Regions from separate parts of the Sus scrofa genome. Here all the other regions are linked to region 1. The links are chromatin contacts, called in public Hi-C and HiChIP or PLAC-seq maps. All regions are on one chromosome and are shown on one strand. Each heading gives the region's core, a stretch centred on a gene start, on an enhancer-like site or on the middle of the called end of the contact. The rest is flanking DNA. Distances are from core to core; before and after follow the strand shown.

Region 1 (3,661 bases), core at 673-3,172:
GCGCCAGGGCAGGACGCCCGCGTGGTGGAGGAAGACGTAGGCGTACAGCGTCCCATTGTTCCTGGTTTTCTTGGGGACAGAGACGTTGACGGTCCTGAAACGAAACCAAGAACAATGTCAATCGGGTGTGTGTGTGTGCGTCTGTGTTGTGCTGTATGTGTGCACAAGGCGGAGACCCCTGAGTACGTGTGTACACGCGGTTTCAAACCACAACCAATTTTAGCTCAGAAGTGCTATAAATGAAACCCACCTGCCCAGGCGTTGGGGAAGCCTAGGCAAACACGCTTACAGAGCACACTCTGGAGGCACGAGCAGCTCTGCCCCAAAGCTGAAGAGCCTGCATTTCCTTCCTGTTTCTGGCACTGAGGTGACAAGGCAGCGTGTGTGCCCCGCCTGCCCTGCACCCCCGCCCCCGCGGCACCCGGCCAAGGTGGGCACACATTCGGATCACAGGCCTAGTGTTCGCTCCGATGCGGCCCCAACAGTGAAGAGGGAAGAGGAGGGCTCCTGACGCGCACCTTGTTTTTAAAATTATACTTGTTGAAATTCAAACCGGAACCCTTTCTTGACTACAACCTTAGAAAGTTACTTTATGCACTTGAACATCTACATTGCGCAATCTGCTGTGCTGTGAGGTTTCATTTCCTTACGACTTCCTGCTAAATTCTCCTTCCTTCCCCCCTTCCCTTACAGGTGACCCAGCTAAACCACCTGGACCAGGAAGGGGCAGCTGTCTGCTGCGGGACACTGCAGGAGCTCTGTTCTCCCCGTGCTCCCAACAACCTCCTACTCCTTTGGAAACTCCCTGGCAGCACCGTGGCCCACAGCTGTCAGATGCTGGGCAGGCTGCTTCCTAAATGACAAAGTTGTCACTGGCTCCTTTCAAGTAACCAAAGTCTGCTTCTCCAGGGACCAATTGCCCGCCTGCAATTACGATGCTCTGGTTGGCGGGACATGCAAGTAGTGCCACTTCTCCAAGCAACCCAGGCACCTGCAGGACGCTGACTTCCAACAACCTTGACACTGGGGCCGCTCGCCCGTCGCCCTGTCCACACTCGTACCTTTCGAATTTGGACTCCACGTCAAAGTCCTCCACGTTCAAGACCAGATCCACGTGGTTCTCGGCGCCCAGGCTGGACCGCGTGGTGGTGTACACACTGAGCTGGAAGAGATGTCAAGACAAGCCAGCTGGGCGAGGCCCCTGGCAGAAAGTACACACGGGGAGCCTGACTCAGGGAGGGAAAGTGACCACCTATGAAGGGAAAGGTGCAGCCTTGCTCCTCAAGGGACAGAACCCTGACCTGAGACAGGATGGCACTGCTGCAAAGACAGGCCTGCTGCAAAGGGACTTCGCTAAAGCCTGCGGCTGGCCGGCCCAGGGGGCAGGGTGCTCCGACTCCAGGCATCTGGTGATGGAGTGGGGCGGGCACAGGGGCCAGCGTGCGGGCAGGGTCTTTAGGATAGGGGCGTGGGGAGGAGAGGCCCCAGCCCAGCCCGGGTCAGGTTCAGGTGCTAAGGGCCCCGCCCCGCCCTGAGGTCAGAGCTCAGGTGCGGAGGCCCCGCGCTCACCTGCAGCTTGGGCCTCCGTGCCAGGTAGGGCTGGATGCAGTTTCCGTCGCCGGAGCACGGGCGGGTGTAGACGATGCCGTACATGACCCAGCAGGTGTGCACCACGTACACCACGAACACGCCCACGACCAGGCTGGTGAAGGAGCTGCGGCCGATCCACATCGCGCCGCCGCCCGGCCCGGCCCAGCGCGGCCCGCCTCGCAGCCCTGCCAGACGCTCTGGCCGCCGCCGCTCACGCGAGAGCCGCAGCGCGCCGCCGCCACCGCCGGGGAACGAACGCGCCGCGCGCCGCGGGCCGCCGGCCGCCCCGCATGCTCCCGCCGCAGCCGCCGACCTGTCGCCGCGGGATTCGCCGCCCGCGCCGTTTCCGGGCCCCGAGCCGCCCGCCGGAAGTGGGCGCGCCGCGCGGCCCCCTGGGAAGCGTAGTCCGGCCGCCGCGCACGCGCGCACGGCTGCGTCAAGGGCGCGGCGTGACGTCACTCGCCCGCGCCGTCCTCCGCGCGGCGGTCGGGCCCTGGGGCTTCGAAGGATGCTGGGGGGCGTTTAGGGGCGCTGAGCGGGCGCGGGGTGCCGAGCCGGGCCACTTCCGGAGCTCCAGGCTCCCCAGCGTAGCGCCGTCTCCACGCGGGAAGCCGGCGGGACCCTCGGCCCCGGCGCCGATCAGCGAGGCGGCGTGTGAACGCCGAGGAGCCGGGCTGGAGGCCGTGGTGTGGTGCGCTGTTCTCAGCCTAAGTATGGAATTATGTCAGAATGAAGAGCTAAGGAGAAAAGAAGTAGTCATCAGACCCCAAAAGCAGCGGCCTTTTCTCGTTGATGCTCGTTGTCCTTCAGTATAAACCCCATAGGGGGCGCCGTTGAGAAGAGCACGTTTCTCAGGGCGAGGCCAAGGCCCTGCGGCGCCTCCCTGGGCCTGACCCTCCCCCGGGAGCGCCCGTCAGAGCCCGCCATCCCCGGAGGGGAGCTCCTTCCCTCCTTGCAGGCTCGATGGCGCGCGAGGTTTTCCAGTTGGAAGCTGCCCGGTTGGCCCGTGGAAGGGCACGTGCTGTCCCTGTTTCCATCTAAGAGGCCTCGGAATCAGGACCCTTGATTCCCTGGAGCCGCTGGTGCCCAGTGGCCGGCTCTGATGGAGAGCGCTCCAGCCTCATTCACATACACATCCAGTCTCTCACACAATCAAAAATCAAAAACATCGCTAGGCATTTATAGAAACGGTAGATATTGATGCTGTTAAAAGCCCAACAAATTGCTCAGGGTTTCAGGGAAGGGGAGGGGCGTGCTGAGTGAACGGGAGAGTGGTTTGCTGGTGCAGAAGCAGCGGAGAGATGGGGCCTTCCAGGAGCCAGGCACCAGAGGCCAGTGCAGCGGTGGCTCTGGGCTGCGCCCCTGGAGTATGGGGCAGAAACTTGGGCGTCGTCGCAGAGTCTTCCCTGTCTCTTAAACCCTCCTGTTCTCACCCTCCCCCCTAACGCCTGCTCCTGGCCGTCATGGCTTCAGCCACTGGGGTGGTGTGTAGCGGGACCCCCCCACCCTCCAGCCTGCTCTCTGTTCTGCACACCTGCCTCCTGCTGGGAATCCTTTGCTGATTTCTGCTACCTCCAGTGTAAAATCCTTAGCAGGCTTACCAGCTCTTTGCCCACATGCTGTCGTGCCCTGTGCGCCTGCCATGCTTTGGGACCCCTGCAGGGCTGGGCTGCTTTAAATGCTCAACTATCTTTTACATAAATTTATTTCTTGTTTCTTTTTTTCTTTTTAGGGCTGCACCTGCGGCACATGGAGGTTCCTAGACTAGGGCTTGAATCAGAGCTGCAGCTGCCGGCCTACACCACAGCCGCAACAATGCCAAATCCTTACTTAACCCACTGAGCAAAGCCAGGGATTGAACCCATATCCTCATGGATACTAGTTGGGTTCTTAACCCGCTGAGCCACAACAGAAACTCACTCCATCTTCCGGCTTGCGTTGTTTCTGATGAGAAATCAGCAGTTAGGCCAATCTTATCTTTGTTTTACCCTAGGTAGTGTCTATTTTCTCTGACTGGTTTTAGAATTTTTGTAAGAAAGTCATTGGTTTCCAGCAACTTTTTGCAGTAGTT
Region 2 (3,661 bases), core at 617-3,116, 240 kb before region 1:
AGGGAGTCTGGGGAAACGTGAGATACGAGGCCTCAAACGGGCAGCGGAGCAAATGAAGCCAGCGACACCGGCGGCTGCAGGAACCCCACCGACGTGGTCGCCTAGAGAACGGCGGCCCAGCGCCCGCCTTTACTCCACAGGAGCCCCGCCTGTCCACCAGGACGCCCCCACGGCGGAGGGTGCCGCCAGCAAACGGCACCCCAGCGTCTGCAGCAAACCAAAGGTGCTCAGACCCAACGTCAAGACAGAAAAGCCTGGAAGGCGAATCTGCCTCCAGTCAAGCACCTACAAGCCTTTCCCAGAGCCTTCCTCTGCTGAGCTCCTGAGGGGTCTGACCGCCTGCAGCCCTAGGCTCCTCCTGTCCGTGACAAGCTTCTTACCGGCTAGGCCAGCACTGCGGCCCTGCTCTCCAAGCTCAAAGAGGACCCTCGGGTCCAGGGCCTCTGTGTGAGGCCCGGAAGAGAAACCCTGCTCCTTCCTCTCCACGCGTCCCCCAAAAGCTGGCAGGCAGGTGCCCATCACAACTGCACAGGGACAAGCTCCGAAGCCCAAAGCTCAGGCGGTCTCTGAAAACACCGACGCTTGCCTGGCTGCGTCCGGCACGCTCGGACAGGCCGGTCGGGGGGCGGCTCCACCTCCACCTTCTTCCCGGGGTCAAAGTCATCGGCCTCCCCCTCCGTGTCACAGTGCTCCTTCTCCCGCTTGCGCTTCTTCTCCTCCTGGGAGGCAGGGTCAAGGCAGGAGAGCAATGAAGCAGTTGTGAGGGGCCTCTTGTTTCTGAGAGGATGCTAAGGGCCCTCTCCCAGAGACGTTGACTCCGGACTCTCCGCCCGTGCGTCCCCTCCCCTGGGCTCGGGTGAGAAACGTGGTGGGGGGGGGAGCCCCAGGGACTTCAAGCCCCCGCCCTCACCTTTCGCTTCCTCCTTTCTTCATCGTCGAGGTGCTTCTCCTTCTCTGACTTCTTCTTCTTCTTCTTCTTCTTCTCTCTGTGCCGCTCGCGCTCGTGGTCTGACCTGTCGTCGTAGTAACTGGAGTCGTGGCCAGACCCGGAGAGCTCGGTCACTTCACTTCCCCCCACCTTGAGGACCAGCTTCAGGGGTTTCTCCAAGGGCTTGTCGGCATAATCTGCAGACAAAGGGGGGCCTTCAGTGCGTGGGTTTGGGCCGCCAGTCGGTGGCACGGCTGGCCCCTGCTGGGGTGTGAGGGTGACACCGAGGCCCGGGAAGCTGGGGGGGACTGGCTGAACGGAGGCAGAGGACCGGGGGATGCCAAAGCCGTCAAAGAACGGCGGGGTGCGCCCTCCCTGCCATCCTCAGGGAGGTCTCTCCGGCGGCGTCGGAGAAAAAGACCCAGACCCCGCCTTGGTGCTCAGCGTCGGATCCCCTGTCCCCCAGCTCCTGGCCCCTGCTCACCCCTTCTCGTCCTGCACCAGCCCCCGAGTGGCGTCCTGACCCCGGGACTAGAGCTGCAGGGCCGGGGCACAAGTGGGAAAAGGCGGGAGGAGACCTCGAAAACACGGCCGTTCAACACTCTTCTCCAGGTTGCGGCGAGAGCTGGACCGACGCTCGAGAAGAGTTCCCGAGCCCCGGCCGCGCGGCCGGGACCCCCGCCGCCGCGAACACCCGCCCGCCCCGCGTCACAAAGCGCGGCCGCCGCCTCACCTTCGTACGACGAGCGCCACTCGGCCTTGTGCTTCTTGTGCTTCTTGCCCATGGCGGCGGCGCCGAGGGCAGCAACCAGCCCGGCCGCCGCCCGCAAGCCCCGCTCGCTGCCCGCCCGGCGCCTCGAGCTCGCGCGCCCGCGCCGGAAGCGGGCGCCGCGGCCGGAAGGAGCCCCGCCCGCGGGCGCCAGAACTTCCGGGTCAGAGGGCGGTGCGCTGCGCGCGGCAGGTTCGAAGCGCGGGCGCGGCCCGAGTGCTGAGGCGGCGGTGGCGGCGGCGCGAGACGCGAGGCGGCGGCGGCGGCCACGGTCCGGGCGGGTCCCCGCGGCTCCCGGCGGCGGCGCCATGGACGAGGCCGTGGGAGACCTGAAGCAGGCCCTGCCCTGCGTGGCCGAGGCGCCGACCGTCCATGTGGAGGTGCACCAGCGGAGCGGCAGGTGAGCCCGCCGGGGCCCGAGGCGCCAGGCCGCGCCCAGGAGCTCCAGGCTCGGGGGACGTCCGCGTCCCCGACCCCGGCCCCAGGCGGAGCCCCGCGGCTCGGGGCGGTCGGGCGTGGCGGGGGCGCCGGGCCTGCGGCCGGAGGGGCGGCTCTGGGGGGGCGAGCGGCCTTGGCGGAAGCCCGGCGGGGTCGGCCGCGCACCGGCCGGCCCGCTGCGGGTCCTCGGTCGCGGCGCCGACCCTCCTGCGGCCGAGCAGGGTGTGGCCCGGGCAGCTCGGTCTTCCCGCCTGAGCCTCGCCGCCCGCGGAGCGCCCGCTCCTGCTTCACCCCTTCGGATGGTGTCGCCCGTTCGGACGGCAGCTCCCCGAGGTCAGCCGGCCAGCAGCGGCCCCGCTCCCCCGACCCGCCCGCCCTAACTGCTGCGCCGGTTCACGGAGGGTTGGAGTATTTTTTTAACGCTTCCGGATAAAATGTGTTTTTGACTCGGACGTGATCTTTGTCTTGTGTGTTTTGCCAGCACTGCAAAAAAAGAAGACGTAAAGCTGAATGTTAGAAAGCTGCTCAACAGACATAACATTGTCTTTGGCGACTACACCTGGACTGAGTTTGATGAGCCTTTTCTGACCAGAAATGTGCAGTCTGTGTCCATCGTTGACACCGAATTGAAGGTTAAAGACCCACAGGTAACTGTGTAATTCGCGGTACCGAGTAGCAGTTCAGCCTCAGCTGAGTGTAAAAGTGGGCAAGTGAATGGGGCGCTGCTGTTTGGATGGTGTGTCGTCAGAACCCGGTCTGCTCGGCCTCGGACGAGGCCTCGCTCTCTGTAAACGAGTGGCCCAGCGTCGGATGCTCTGCGTGCAGTAGGGAGACAGTGAAAACCAGGTCTCGGAAGGCAGACCCTGGAGTGGGGGCTGCGTGCCTTCTCTGCTATGCTCTCCGTCAGCACGGGCTCACGCGGCGCTCAGCATGTGTTTGGACCGCAAGAGGTGGGGGGCTCCAGAGATGAGGAGGAGGGCTCGCCTTCCAGAAGCTCCTCATGTGCCCCCGCCACCTAGCAGAGTTCGTGTGGGAGCTCAGAGTTGCTTTGCGCAGGAGGGCGGGTGTGGCGGGCAGTTCTGTGACCAGTCTGAGACAGCCCACAACTCCCAGGAACGTGCAACTCTGGACAGTCCCTGCCTTTGAGGAGTCAGTTTGGAAGAACTGGTTTGGCGCTAAAGTTTTGCTTATGAGGTGCCCCCCCTTCTCACGTGAGGGTGAACGCCTGCGGTGTGTTTCTGTCCCCACTGACGTCTGATGTCGTGGTGCCTGATCTTGGTCAGTTTAGAGGGAACGGGAGAGCTTTCCTGCACGACAGGAGGGCAGCGGGCAGGGGCTGCCGGTGGACGGCCGCCTGTGCCCAGCCCGCTCAGAAGGGCAGTTGGCCCAGCCTAACTGGAGGGCGTGGGTGCTGGCCACCAGCCACTCTCACAGTCTCGTCTTCCACTCGGCACACTCACCCCGGCGAACTTGTCCTAACAGAAGATTTCGTGATTTTGCAGAGATAAATGAGCGCATGTCACTTA
Region 3 (3,661 bases), core at 624-3,123, 240 kb after region 1:
AAGTTGGTGAGTATAAGATTTAGTTGGCGCACGGTCTGACCTTAGATCAGGAGAAAAGAACGGTTCAAAAATTCATCACGATGGAGTTCCCGTCGTGGCGCAGTGGAAACCATGAGGTTGCAGGTTCGGTCCCTGGCCTCGATCAGTGGCTTGAGGATCCCTCATTGCTGTGAGCTGTGGTGTAGGTCAAAGATACGGCTCAGATCTGCTGTTGCTGTGGTGTCAGCTGGCAGCAACAGCTCAGATTAGACCCCTAGCCTGGGAACCTCCATATGCTGCGAGTGTGGCCCTAGGAAAGATTAAAAAAAAAAAAAAAAAAAAATTCATTAGGCAGGAACCCTGGGATAGGTGACCCCAGAACACTGCATGCCAGTGGCTCCAGCTCCTGGTCTGCAGAGTTCAGGACAGCAGTTTCACTGATTTAGTTCACAACCACTGCCATGCACCCGTGTGCACACACACACACACCCTGCATACAGCAGTACACACAAGCAAGCATATGCACCAACCACACCCGTGCATGCATGGTCACATGTGTGCACGCATACTTTTCAAGTCTCAGACTCAGGATGACAAACAATCGATATCCAAGACACCTTTATATATGTATAAACAAGTTAAATTTCCCTGGACTTAAAGATTGCTATGTAGGCCTTCCCTGCTCATCCCCTCGGGAATGTTGAGAACCCGAGTCTGAACCCAGATGGGCACCTTAGGTGGGCTGAGCACAGGGACAGGGAGCTATCCGCACCGTTCTGTGGTGGCATAAAGCCAGCTTCCCCTTCACCCGTGTTCTGTCCCCGTCTGCTCAGGCGCAAACGAAATTGCAAGGAGGTGAGAAGGAGCCGTTCCCAGGTGGGGCTCTAGGTCGGCTGGATCTGGAGCTACAAGGCGATGAGACACCAGCCAGAGTCCGAAACCCAAAGGCCAGCGGTTCCGAGACGTGTTTCCCTTTGACTTTCCTTTCGATGCGGCAACACCATCTCCCACGTGCACGTGTTTCCCAGGCCTCGGCTACATCTGTCTCTGCTTGTGCTTCGGGTTGGTCTTGCAGTAGATAAACCACCGTCCGCGTCTCTTCACGAGGTAGCAGTCCCTGCAGCGCTTCTTGAGGACGCCCTTGGTCTTGAAGCCCAGGGCCGGCTGCGGGCCCAGCAGCGGGCGCGCAGAGAGGAGGGCGGCCGCGGGGCTGGGCTGCGCACCGACTGCAAGGGCGGCGCGCGGGGGTCCGGCTGCGAACGTGGAGAGCGGGCGACCGCCCAGGTGCAACAGGGGCCCTACGGCAGAAAGCACTGTCCTTAGGAAGGCGGTGGCCATGTCGTGGCTGGATCTACGGGTGAAAGAAGAAAACTTAGAGCTGCTAGTGGTTTCTGTCCCCGCCACTGAAACTTCCTTCCCCGCGTCCCTGCGCTCCGGACACAGGCCGCGCGGCTCGGGGCTTGGTAACCAAAGTGCTCCGCCGGGAGAGCATGAGTGCGGCGAGCGGCACCGGGCCCCTGCCCGATGCTGAGACCCCCGCCCGGCTGCCCGGCCTGTAGGAGTCCCGCGTCGACGAGACCCTGGAGCGGCCGGGCCAAGGGGTTGGGGGCAGAGGGCACGAGGTCGAAGACAGTACCCGGCCCGCAGGGATCAGCCCCGGTGCGGCCCCTTCTCACCGCGGTGACCTCCGCCCCCGGAAACTGAGGCCAGGGATCCCCGGGACGTCTCCTTCGGGGGGTCCCGAGCCCTTCCGTGTGCCCTGCCCCCAGGCCCTGGGGATCCCTGTATTTCCCACCTGGAAATTGGGTGCGGGGGCCCGCGGCTGCGCGCCTTGCCAGCCTCTGCGCCTGCGCTCTAGGCCGCGCTTGCGCAGTAGGAACGGAGACGCCGCCATCCGGTGTCCGCCAGGAAGGAAGATGGCGGCAGTCAGGCGGCTGCCCGTGCGGGGGCCGGGCTTAGAGGCGGAGCCGGGCTTAGAGGCGGAGCCGGGCTTAGAGGCGGAGCCGGGCTTAGAGGCGGAGCCACGCGAGTGCGGGGGCGAAGGGCATCAGGTTCCGCCCCAGAAGGCTGCTTTACCCGTTCTTGGCCCTCTACTTCTCGGACCAGTCTTAACCTCCTCTGGGCTCTCCGCCCAGATAGCTCCCGACCCTGTAGGCCACTGGGTGTCTGAGATTACAGGGGCGCTTCCTTCGAGGGAGGGGGTGTACTCGTGAAGGGATGCAAAAATGGGAATGAAAGGTATCTGTAATGAAAAAGAAGTCACAAGCAATGACTTAAAAAAAACAGACTTTAAAATACCCCCCAAACTGATAAATACCAACTTCAAAACAAAATCTAGAAAAACCCCAGCTTGTATTAGGTGGACTTCCTGGGAGAAATGTAGAGAGACTCAGGGAAACACGTGGAGACAGGCCCTGGTCCTGACTTAACTTTTTTTCTGCAGCATTATGAAAACTCAAACAGTAAAGTTGAAAGACATTTATAGCGAACACCCACATACCCACTGCGAGGATTCCACAAGTGCACTTGCTACGCCTGCCTTTCTGGAACGTGTACGTGTGGACACATCTACTTTCCATGCACAGGAACGGGAGCTGCAGACGGGGGTTCATCTGTGTGCCACACCGGCACCGCAGCACGCTTTGGCCTCTGGCCGGGAGAGCTTGGGCTTGCCTCTGAGCACCATCTGTGGACACCCCTCCGTTCCAGGAGGTTTTCTGGGCACTGTTGCCTCTCATCCCCTCCTTAGCTTCTTCACCTCCCTGGAGTCCAGGTTGTGGGTGAGACTGCGCCCCAGCTCTGGGATTGCCCCTGCGTCCACTGGCTGGCCGTGTGAGCTGACCCTTTGGACAGGTCTTATGTACGGGCGGTTTGGAGGAAGCCATGAGGAGCCGGGAGAGAAGCAGGGCCGGGATGCAGGCCGAGGTCCCGCACAGCGGGCCTTTCCGGGTTTACTTGTATGGGGGAGTGCCATCGAAAGCGTTTTACTGGTACTTCTATTGGGCTTTGATGCAGGAACCCGAAAACATCCTATTCCGGCGGCCGCACAGAACTGCGCATGGGCAACATGATGCAGTTCCAGGATCCTCCCTAAGCAGAGACCCTTCTCCAACATTCACCAAAACTCGATCCGTAACCCTCATGATTATCCATTACCATCGCAAGTCCGCACTGCATCTTCCGTTTCCCTCCTCCCCTGCCCCTGGTAAGTGGAGCAGCCCTTAAGTGTTAAGCTTGCCTAGTTTCCCGCCTTATCCCGGCCGGGCCCCAGCCACGCCCTACACCTGCCGGCCGCATCGGCCCGACCGCACCGCGCATGCGCGCCTCCCAGGGCGCACTAAAGCGCGGCCGAACCCGCCCAGCGGAAGCCGTGCGCGTGCGTCGGCGTTCGGCGTGAAGGCGCGCGGGGTCGAAGGTCAGCCCCGCAAAGATGGCGGCGGTGACCTTCCTCCGGCTGCTGGGTCGGAGCGGCGCGGGGGCGCGGAACCTGCTCGGAGGCTCCAGGTGCTTCGGGGTGCGGACCTCGCCGACCGGGGAGAAGGTTACGCACACCGGCCAGGTAACCGCGGTAGCGCGGAGAGCGCCCATTTCGGGGCGCCTCGGTGGGCGGGGCCCCTCCCAGACCCCAGGTCCCGCAGTCCAGAAACCCAAGGCCCCTGGTTTCCTTGGCCTGGCGCCTCCG
Region 4 (3,661 bases), core at 711-3,210, 140 kb after region 1:
CACCTCGGGCTGCTGACCTGGAAGTAAAGTCCCCTCTGCCAGCCCGAACCTTCTCGGAGGCCGAAGACCTGTGCCTGCGTCTGTGTGTCCCAGCTCGCCTCTCCCGAACTGCCCCAGAGGCCGCGCCCTCCACAAGGGGCCCCTCAGCTCCCTTTTCGGAGGTAGTTCTAGGCCCCTCCCGCCCCAGGCACGTCCGGTTCGGTGCGTCCTGCACACCTGCAGGAGCCTTGGGGCCTGGTGGGGCCCGGAGGGGCTTCAGAGAGGCTGAGAGGAAGAGCTGGTGCACAGGCCACGTCCTCTCCCTGGAGCTCGGGGCCTCTGACCACAGGGGTGCCCACCTTGCCCCCCAGGGAGGGGGCAGCGAGAGGCGACCCAGGCTTTCTGGACCTGCTGTGCCTGGAGATGCCCAGTGTGGGTGCCCACCGGACTGCGATGCGCCTTCCCCGGGGCTGGTGAGGCCCAGGGAGGTTTCGCAGGCTTCTGGCCACTCGCCTCGCCTGTCTTCAAATTATGGATTCGCACCTTCTCTCTCTTTCTGGGAGGAAATCTGTTGATAGAGCTGGTTTTTGTTTATTATTATCAGTGTGTGCGTGCGCGTGTGCACGTGGGCTCTCTCTCTCTCTCTCTCACACACACACACGCACGCAAACACGCGTCACGTCCTCTCTCAAGGGCCGTTTTTCTTATGCATTTACAGGAGTTGTAGCCGGGATGGACCTCGTTCCCTCCGACGCGCTCTGTTGATACCGTTACAAGTTTCCCCGTCTTGAATGCGCTTTTCACTCCCTGGTCCCAGCACATTGTTTGGGCCACTCGGATGCCGCTGAATTTCGTGATTGCTTCTGGACTTTTCATTCTTTCCCTGGCTCTCGAATCTGTCGGAAGCGAGTCCTCTTTCTGCGTGGGGAGGTTCCTGACCTCGGAGGAACCGTCTGGCATTGAAATCAGATTGGAAGCGACAAGACACCAGCGGAGTTCACGGCAAGGCCGCGGCTCGGGCACCGCCCCAGGCCTGGGACGTGGGTTCCAGCCCGGCACTTGCGGGTGGCCCGGCTCCTGACCTGCTCACAGTTCAGAAGCTTGTCAACACCCACCCTGGACACGGGGCGGGGGTGGGGGCTGCCGGGTCTGGGGCGGCCCAGGCCCGTCCCTCGACGGCAGAGGAGAAGCACTGGCCCCGATAAGACCAGGAGGGAAGCCCTGGGCGCCTGGACCCCAGCGGGCCACTCTGGGCCACGCCAGGGAAGGAGGGGCCCAGTGCTTCTCCGAGGATGTGGCCTGGCCCGTGGGATCCTGTGACTCAGGACAGCAGTTTTGTTAAAACAACTCCCTGTAAAAACCCTGGGGGGTATAGCTTTGCTCAAATAGGAGAATAAAGCTTCCACTTTCCTTCCCCCAGAGACGGCTCCCGGGGCTCAGTTTCACTCTTTACACAGTCTTACAATCAAATCTTTCAGAGGGTTCGGGCTGTTCACTCCATTTAGCCACTGCGGTTTTCTCTGAATGATGCATTAGAGCGGGTTTTGGCCATTAAATGCACGCCCCACACATGGTTTTATGGGTGTTTTTACAAGGAGGGGCTGCAGATGAAAGTCCTCATTACTGGCTCTCACTCTTGGAGTTTTTATTTCCCTCTCTTGCTGGCCGCGAGCTGACGCCGCAGACACCTCCCCAGCTGCGCCCTGAAGTCTCCGGGAAGCCGGGCCCGCAGCGCCACCGTGTGGTGCGCTGAGCTGGGTCCTTCAAGGGCGGGGGCCGAGGCCGCTGCCTCCCGGGGCCCAGGGCGTCCCTGCCCTGGGGGCTGGTTCTTCAGCATTCTCAGAGCAGGAAGCCCGACCCTCTGGGCGAGTCCGGGAGCCCCCATCTCCTGGCCGCATGACGAAGCGTCCCGCCGCTGACTGTCCGTTCGGAGGTGCTTGTTCGTGAGGCTGAAAGCATCCTGAAACGCTGCCCGTCACCTGCGCCTGCCTGCCGGCCCTTTCCTGAGGCCCAGGGGGCGCAGGACTGGCGTTGGGGGATGGGGGTGGTCCAGGAAGGCGGAGAGGGAGGGCCTGGGCTGGGGTCCTGCTCCTCCCCCTCCTCTCCTCCCAGCCCCAGTTTCCCTGGTCAGTGCAGCTTCCAGGCCCATCCCTCGAAGCCCCACGGGCAGGCAGGGACCCAGGAAGCTGAGTGTGTGGGCGTGTGGGGATCACGCATCCAGGCAGGACATGGCTCATCTGGGGGGATAAGCGTGGGCTGGGCCTCCAGACCTTCCAAGCATGGCACACAGGTGGCCCGGTTTCTGTAGCTGGGACATGGCTCTGAGCCCACATGAGGCCTGGCCTTGGATCTGCCCTGGCGCCTTGCAGCCCACCCCTCCAGTGACAGCCTCAGCATCTAGGCTCTGTCTCAGGAGGGGGACACCGGCCGACCCAGTCCCCAGGGCAGACCCAGGATGCCTCCCTGAGAAGTGCTCGTCCCTGCAGAGGGAGGGCCTCCCTCAGGTCCCAGAAAAAGGCGTCCGTCCCCGAAGCAGGTGCCAGCACCAAGGGGACTGGGTTTTCCTGACAGCCTCGGCCCCCACCAGTGTCCCGTCGTCCAGGACGCAGGCGTCTGCCGGGGAGTGTGTGTGCACCAGCCGGAGAGGGTGTGAGGGAGCGGGCACGCGCCTGGGTGTGCATGTGTACAAGCATGCACCTGAGTCTGGGTCGGGGCATCTCTAGTGGAGGGAGGGGCGGAAGAGAGGCTGATGAGGTTTCCCGTGTCCCCACCTTCTGTGGACAGGACTCAGGAGGGGCGCCCCCTGCCGGGAGGGGGGAACGAGCGCGGCAGGGGTGCACTGGGAGGAGCGCAGCGTTCAGGCGCTGTGTTCATCCGAGGCTTTTGCTGAAACCCGGGGTGGGGGTGCTCCCTGAAGAGCCGGCGGTGTGGGTCCGGCCGTCCACGTGCCGTCCCGAGGCTGCCATCGAAGCCCGGGACCAGCGCGTTTCCTGGCCTCCGATCCGGGTCCAGGCTCCGGCGGCCTGGCCGTGCCCGAGGCCGCAGCGCCCCCTGGTGCCGCTGCGCTTCCGCGCACGGAGGCCGCCGGGCAGCTGGAGCTGGAAAAACAGCCGTTTTGTGTCGCCCAGGCTGGAGGCGAGGGGGAAGCCGCTGGACCCCACGAGGTGCCCAGACGGGTCCGTGGAAAGACAGAGACACGTCGGCGCATCGATATAGCGCTAGATGGCTCAGCGGCCGAAGCCTTTAGCAAATGAGTCCCTAAGAGAATCCCTGTGGGTTTCTGCTGCCTCCCTGACTCCAGGGCCGGGAGATGGCCCGGCCCCCAACTGGGAGGACTGGCAAGGGGCTGCCCGGGACCAGCGAGTCCCAGGGTGGCCGAGGCCCAGGACGGTGCGTGCCGCCCCCTCCTCGGAGCGAATTGGCTTGCCCTGCGGCCCAGAGCAGGTGCCGGGAGGAGCACGATGTGCAAAGGCCATGTGCACTGGCCCCCACGTCCCCGCGCAGAAGACCTGAGGACGCCAGGGCTGGCTGCGCACTGTCCCCGGCGGCCCCTGCCTGGGCTGCAGAAAGGGTTCACGTCCACGTGGTTGGCACTGCCCCCTCTCGCTCCCTTCAGAGCAGCGCCCCCTGCCGAGGCCCCTGGAGAGCAAAGGGAAGCCCACCACCTGGGCCAGACGGCGGG

What was found. Hi-C and Micro-C count contacts between places; a contact is called where the count stands out from the background. HiChIP or PLAC-seq counts read pairs in DNA pulled down with a chosen protein or histone mark.
Region 2: a contact with region 1 is called in an H3K27ac HiChIP or PLAC-seq map of alveolar macrophages. The contact joins the promoter of TRIP13 here to the promoter of CLPTM1L in region 1. A contact is called at or near these places in 1 of 47 Hi-C or Micro-C datasets (differentiating spermatogonia) and 1 of 2 datasets of contacts at active chromatin or transcription factors (alveolar macrophages).
Region 3: a contact with region 1 is called in a Hi-C map of liver, with 5 times the contacts expected there. The contact joins the promoter of MRPL36 here to the promoter of CLPTM1L in region 1. A contact is called at or near these places in 2 of 5 promoter capture datasets (fetal liver and liver), 2 of 47 Hi-C or Micro-C datasets (heart right ventricle and liver) and 1 of 2 datasets of contacts at active chromatin or transcription factors (alveolar macrophages).
Region 4: a contact with region 1 is called in a Hi-C map of retroperitoneal adipose tissue, with 2.2 times the contacts expected there. The contact joins the enhancer-like site here to the promoter of CLPTM1L in region 1. A contact is called at or near these places in 1 of 5 promoter capture datasets (fetal liver), 4 of 47 Hi-C or Micro-C datasets (embryonic fibroblasts, mesenteric adipose tissue, omental adipose tissue and 1 more) and 2 of 2 datasets of contacts at active chromatin or transcription factors (alveolar macrophages and skeletal muscle).

The regions. Positions count from the first base shown.
Region 1 is chr16:79,235,261-79,238,921 of Sscrofa11.1, reverse strand. It overlaps CLPTM1L (cleft lip and palate transmembrane protein 1-like protein), which reads right to left and starts at 1,922. Exons shown (of 16, transcript XR_002339573.1): 1 at 1,570-1,922; 2 at 1,062-1,162; 3 at 1-94.
Region 2 is chr16:79,471,910-79,475,570 of Sscrofa11.1, reverse strand. It overlaps TRIP13 (thyroid hormone receptor interactor 13), which reads left to right and starts at 1,866. Exons shown (of 13, transcript NM_001195371.1): 1 at 1,866-2,097; 2 at 2,617-2,782. The coding sequence starts at 2,006. It overlaps BRD9 (bromodomain-containing protein 9), which reads right to left and starts at 1,821. Exons shown (of 16, transcript XM_021077128.1): 1 at 1,662-1,821; 2 at 911-1,125; 3 at 587-719. The coding sequence starts at 1,713.
Region 3 is chr16:78,999,700-79,003,360 of Sscrofa11.1, reverse strand. It overlaps MRPL36 (39S ribosomal protein L36, mitochondrial), which reads right to left and starts at 1,873. Exons shown (of 2, transcript XM_005672623.2): 1 at 1,656-1,873; 2 at 580-1,330. The coding sequence starts at 1,873. The coding sequence ends at 1,015. NDUFS6 (NADH dehydrogenase [ubiquinone] iron-sulfur protein 6, mitochondrial) reads left to right here and starts at 3,360. Exons shown (of 4, transcript XM_003134167.4): 1 at 3,360-3,538. The coding sequence starts at 3,410.
Region 4 is chr16:79,094,735-79,098,395 of Sscrofa11.1, reverse strand. No RefSeq gene overlaps it. Among named protein-coding and RNA genes, the nearest start is that of LPCAT1, 38 kb to the left of the region's middle. Within about 2 kb of position 1,960, at least 6 of the 83 cell types and tissues checked have an H3K27ac peak or open chromatin away from gene starts, as enhancers often do. A contact at or near this core is called in retroperitoneal adipose tissue, where this site is marked.